2 separate regions of the Mus musculus genome follow, and region 2 is linked to region 1. Evidence: chromatin contacts called from public Micro-C data. All regions are on one chromosome and are shown on one strand. Each heading gives the region's core, a stretch centred on a gene start, on an enhancer-like site or on the middle of the called end of the contact. The rest is flanking DNA. Distances are from core to core; before and after follow the strand shown. Region 1 holds the start of Vps25 (vacuolar protein sorting 25). Region 2 has its middle 22 kb from the start of Aarsd1.

Region 1 (2,961 bases), core at 150-2,649:
CTCTTCTGGTGTGTCTTAAGAGAGCAATGGTGTACTCATATACATGAAATAAATAAATATATCTTTAAACAGACAAACAAACCAACAGGTATCTGAGAACTGAACCCACCTTTCTTTCTCAGTTCTTCTAATACAATCTGAATTGACTCCACAGGAAGTTTCCCTGGCTTAAGGTTAAGGGAATGGCCTACATGTAAATTAGGTTAAATAAAACATTTTCGGAGTTCGGCCCACGATAAAGAATGATCTAGCCCCCTCCTTTCCCTGCCATACATACATGCAATTTTTGAAGAAGATATGTTTGCATTTCCTCAATATTCTGGAAAAGGAGGTAAAAAGAAACTTCCAGTTAGAAGGAAGAACTAGCAAAGTGTGTTACAGGCCTGTAATACCAGCTCTTATGGGATGGACACAGGAGAATCACCAGTCCAAGGCTGGGCTGGGCTATAGAGATCAGGTCTCAAATAAAAGGCAAGAGTTTTAGAAAATAAAGGGTGTTACCCTTTACTTCATTCTCTGTGCCTTTTTCTCCACAAATTTTACCTATGAATCAGAGAGCAAAAATAAATGACCCTCACTTCCTGGGAGAGGTGGGGCAAGTCAAAAAAATTATTAAAGATGGTTTGGGATTTGAGGCTCACAGAGAGGAGATTCAAATAGTTTTAAAGGGTCCAGTGTGTAAAGCTTGGGACTTAAAGACCCCAGCACTCATTAACTAGGGTAAAGGGAGCTTGCACTGCCTGCAAAAGTGCATATAAAATGATTATCTGCCATTTAGTTTTGCTGTTTCCCAAGTCCAGGTTGAATAGAAGCCTGCCTACTGTGGGTAAAGGGAGGTGGGGAGATGCAGTCTGGGCATGTAGAAAAGTGTGGGAGTGCGTGTGTGTGGGGGCTGGGGGTGGGCTATGGAAGAGCCTGAGGGAGGATACGCTGTAGCTTGACGTTGTTGAAAAGCGGGCTCTCCTGGGCTTCCATCACCGTCATGCTGGACTGTTTGTGCAGGCGGCAGAAGGACAGAACCAGAGAGCACCAGGCGGCCAGCTGCTTCTGCCGGGTGTCCACGTTCGGCTGTAACCTGCCGGGCGAAGGGAGCAGGACGAGGAATTAAAGCGTGGAAGAGGGCGGCAGCAGCACCAGCCTAGCAGCACGTTAGGGGGAGACAGTGACGGGCTGGCTGGACAGGAAGGCGGCCGGCAGCTCCCGTCTCCCCCGGAACCCCAAGTGAATCATCAGGGCTGAGCCCTGGGCCCCGGGGACGGGAGGGAGCTACACTGGGCTTCTCAGGGTCTGAGCCTCACGTAAAGAAGGGCGGGAAGCGGTACTGCCACGGCCACTCGAAACTCATCGCCATCGTAGTAGCCCAGAAAACCCGGAACCGACAAGGGGCTTCCGGTCTCCGCCTCAGCATGTCCGGGCTGACAGCACAGCAGAAAGGTTCCGGACTCCTCTCGGGAGGCGCCGCAGTGGGATGGGAACGGTTCTTGTCACCAATCTGCTGCTGTCTAAAGAAAAACTTCAACATGAAGCGCAGGAGTTCTGGGTCTTGTCGCTTAAACAGAGGGAAACGGGGGCGGGGGGGGGGGGGGGGGACGACGACACGTAGTTTCCCTCTGCAAATTGCGAGGTCAGCCGAACGCAAGTTAGAATCCACATCTGGAGGCTTCACCTTCGTGTCGGTTGCCAATTTAAACTCATGATGCCGAAATTTCCTGCATTCCCACCCAGGTTGACTTCACTCTTAAATTTCCTGTAGGATCATGGGAGCATATTGTGTGGTTTGCATCGCTATACGCGATTTTCAAAGAATCAAAACTTATTGCTTTTTTCAAAGAATCAAAACTAACGTTTAGCTCTTAACCTCTTCCTTTCTAGACCCCAGACTTGGAATCCCTTTGGCTTCATCTGACTCATACCCAGCCTACACTAGTCAGATCTGTCCCTTTGCCTGCCTAAACTACGGGTCAGTTCCCAAACCAGAATTACTGTTTCCATTCTCCCAACAGTACTTCCACTGCTGAGCTGTGGAAAATTGCTGAAGACCAACCAGAACATGTTTACTGAGTCCCGGGCTCGCTGACTAATCTCACTACTGGACTCTCAGGGGAGCCTTGTTGGATCTAGAAATACAAGTTTGGGAGTCTTCTGACCTGACATGCAATATGAACCCATTTAAGGGATAAGAGCACTAAACAAAAGGTGTATTGAAAAGAAGGCTGACCTTGGGCTGCTAGGAGATGCTCACCTTTAAAGAGCGAGAAGAAGCTGGGCTGTTTTCATTGATTCCCTGTTATCCTCATTCAAAATAGTCCGCCTGTGTCTATCTTTCTGTTCCCTGAAGAATTATTGTGAGAATCCCTTAATCTCTCTCTGTCACAATGTTTAATTCATAGCTCCAAAGCTCCTCCCCATTTTTTCTTCCTTTGCCTTTTGAACTCAAAACTGCCATTCTTCCTTTACAAGTAACGTGTTGCCTCAATTTTTCAATTTCTTTCCGGATATCACTATCATCATGCCTCCCTCCCTTTCTGTGTAGCTCACTTTATTTCTATTTAAAAGTAATGTTAGGGCTGGTGAGATGGCTCAGCAGGTAAAGAGCACTGACTGCTCTTCTGAAGGTCCTGAGTTCAAATCCCAGCAGCCACATGGTGGCTCACAATCACTCGTAATGAGATCTGACGCCCTCTTCTGGTGTGTCTGAAGACAGCTACAGTGTACTCATATACATACATAAACAAATAAATCTTAAAAGAAAAAAAAAATGTTAGCTGAGCACACCTTTATCCCAGAGCTCAGCCTTTAATCCCACTGCCTCAACCTTCTGAGAACTGAGATTACATGTGTGTGCTGTGTCCATGGTCTGTTTTTTTTAAAGATATATCTATTTTAGATATGTGAGTACACTGTAGTTGTCTTCAGACACACCAGAAGAGGGCATCAGATCCCATTACAGATGGTTTTGAG
Region 2 (2,815 bases), core at 276-2,775, 140 kb before region 1:
AAAGACAATTAGACAAGACTGTAGCATGACCCCAGCCTGTTCTGAGGCTGAGGTGAAATAAATTTTTCCCAATCTGCTTTTATACCATTTTAGTTACATGCAAGTGATAAAGTCAGCTCTAGTTTGAGAAACAAGCAAGACAATAAACACAAATCATCAAGGAACAAGCAAGGCAATAAACAAAGTCCCACGATCACTGTTTCTAAGGCATTATCAGGATGACCAAGATATCTGAGCCTACTTCCATGTCCAAGCCCAAAGTCATATTCTTTTGTTTGCTTGTTTGTTTGTTTGTTTTTTGGTTTTAAGGCATTTATTGTACAAAGGCAGAGAGAGGGAAAGAGTAGGGAAGCAGAGGCCAGCCATGAACACGTGGAGAGAGGGGGGAAGGGAAGGCAGAGAGAGGGGGAACAGGGGAGAAAGAGTAAGAGCAAGAGAGTAAGAGGTAAAAGCCCAAAGTCATATTCTTGCCTGAAGCCTACTTCTTTGTTCTAGCCTAAAATTAGATTCCTGCCCAAGCTTACTTCCTTGTCCTGGCCCAATGTCAAATTTCCACCAAGTGGGCTCCAAAAGCTCTCCACAGCCAGGGTTTCTTCTGGTCTGTCTTTGCACATGAAGAGACCTAAGTACAATGTCAGGTGTCTTCTTCTACCCCTCTCCATCTTATTCCTGTGAGAAAGACTCTTTCTGTCTCAGTCTCTCTCTGAACTGGAAGCTCACTATCTAACGTAGGCCAATGCTCAGTGAACTCCAGGCCCACCTGCCTCCACCTCCCACTGCTGGGGAAACAGGCATGTGCAGCCATGTTTTACATGGGTGTTAGGGATTCGAACTCGGGTCCTCACATCTGTGCAGCAAATGCTCTTACCTTCTAGTCTGTCTTCCTGGGCTCCAGGAATTGATCTTTATGGGGCTCTAAAGGTAAGCCTGTAGTTCTTTCTACCTCTTCCTGAGTCTGCTGTTTTTCCTCCTTGTTTCTGGAACCCTGCTTAACACATAGCATTAAGTGATCCTAACATTCCACTTTTGATGCGTTTGCTCTGGATGTCTTGAAGGTTTCTACTCGGCTTAGAAAGTCTGAAAAAAACCATCATCGTGGCAAAGGTCAGGCCCTTGGCTCCCACTGCTTCCTCTCAGTGTCTGTGTTGTGATCCAAGCGAGTGAGCTCGTCCGGAGTTTTGTACAAAGCTTTGCAGTTTCTTCTGCCCTTACAGCTTCTTGCCCAGATGAGGACCCTTCAGCAATGTCAGTCCCAATAACCCTTCCCTTGTGACAGATAGAACAGCAGAGGGCGCTGGGAGCCTGTGCTTGCCGACGCCTCTGGCAGCGGCAGAGAAGGCTTGGAATGTAGCTCAGTTTGGTACACAGTCTGGCTGATGAAGCTGGACTGGATCCCGTCTCCAAGTTAATTAATGAACTAATTAAATAAGGGGAATAACAAGGATAAAAGAGCCCTTGTCCAGTTAGGCAGGCATGGTTTCCTGGTTCCTAGGATGTAGAACATAAGGGGAGTTCTAAAACACAAGCAGGCAAACAAGAAATGACTTGTAGTCTTCTGGAAACTATGTTCTGTCCCTACCTTCTCCCTCCTCTCCCACTCTGAGTGTGTATGTGTACATGTGCATACGTGTTCCATGTGTGCTGCTACACGTGTGTGCACAGGTCCTCATGCTTGCATGGCAAACGCTTTGTGGACTGAACCATCTCCCAGCCCCTGTCCCTCCCTCTTTCAGTAGGAGTCTTGCTATATTGCCCAGCCTGGCCTTGACTTCCTGGATTCTGCTGTCCTCCTGCCTGGACAACCCAAATAGCCAGGGCGCCAGATGTGTGTTGCTTAGCATGGCATTGTCATTTTTCCTTTTAAGGAGTTCTAGACTTTCCTCAACCTTTATTTTTGGTGCCTGGGCTTCAGTGCCCCTGAGCGTAGGAGCTGCCACAGAGTCATGCTCACACTGCTGATACATGGACATTTTATGCCTTTGCTCCTGCATCTCCAGCATTTAGCGAGCTCAGAGGCCTCAAAATGGTGCCTGCCCCTGAAGCAATTCAGAGGCTGCACTTGACTTCTTGGTTGCCAGTGTTCCTTTGGATTCTTTTGTGTCCATTTGATAGATACTTGTTTGTTTGGAGACAGGGTTTCTCTGTGTAGTCCTGGCTCTCCTGGAATTCACTCTGTAGACCAGGCTGGCCTCGAACTCAGAGATCCATCTGCCTGTTCACTCTCTGCCCCATCCCCCAAGTGCTGGGATTAAAGGCTGTGCCACCACTGCCTGGTTTCTGGGTTCTATTTATTTATTTATCTTTATCTTCTGTCCATTGACTGTATGAAGGTATTTGATTCCCCTGGGACAGGAGTTACAGAGGGTTGTGAGCTGCCATGCGGGTACTGGGAATTGAACTCAGGTCCTCTGGAAGAGCAGCCAGTGCTCTTAACCACTGGCCATGGTTTTTCAAGACAGGGTTTCTCTGTGTAGCCTGGCTGTCCTGGAACTCACTCTGTAGACCAGGCTGGCCTGGAACTCAGAAATCTGCCTGCCTCTGCCTCCCGAGTGCTGGGATTAAAGGCGTGCACCACCACGCCTGGCTCCTGTATGTTCTTTTTTTTTTTTTTTCTCTCTCTTTTTTTTTTCTCTTTTTTTTCCTTTTTTTATTACGTATTTTCTTCAATTACATTTCCAATGCTATCCCAAAAGTCCCCCCCCACCCCACACACACACTGTATGTTCTTTTTAAAGTGAGGTTTGAGTGTTGCCTCTAGTTTTTCAGCTTCTCAAACTCCATCTTCCTCGGACCCTAGATCACATTTTCTCCTCGT

The links. A called contact is a pair of places that touch in the nucleus more often than the background predicts.
Region 2: a contact with region 1 is called in a Micro-C map of brown adipocytes, with 7 times the contacts expected there. The contact joins the enhancer-like site here to the promoter of Vps25 in region 1. A contact is called at or near these places in 14 of 39 promoter capture datasets (the 3T3-L1 cell line, the C10 cell line, cranial neural crest and 7 more), 4 of 15 datasets of contacts at CTCF or cohesin (the NIH/3T3 cell line, large pre-B cells and pro-B cells), 13 of 484 Hi-C or Micro-C datasets (Kupffer cells, the N1E-115 cell line, bone marrow-derived macrophages and 7 more), 6 of 115 datasets of contacts at active chromatin or transcription factors (acute myeloid leukemia, bone marrow-derived macrophages, embryonic forebrain and 3 more) and 2 of 9 other capture datasets (adipose tissue and pancreatic islet).

The regions. Positions count from the first base shown.
Region 1 is chr11:101,252,145-101,255,105 of GRCm38.p6, reverse strand. Vps25 (vacuolar protein sorting 25) reads right to left here and starts at 1,399. Exons shown (of 6, transcript NM_026776.5): 1 at 1,299-1,399; 2 at 930-1,075; 3 at 110-163. The coding sequence starts at 1,351.
Region 2 is chr11:101,393,826-101,396,640 of GRCm38.p6, reverse strand. No RefSeq gene overlaps it. Among named protein-coding and RNA genes, the nearest start is that of Aarsd1, 22 kb to the left of the region's middle. Within about 2 kb of position 1,525, at least 12 of the 459 cell types and tissues checked have an H3K27ac peak or open chromatin away from gene starts, as enhancers often do. A contact at or near this core is called in adipose tissue and brown adipocytes, where this site is marked.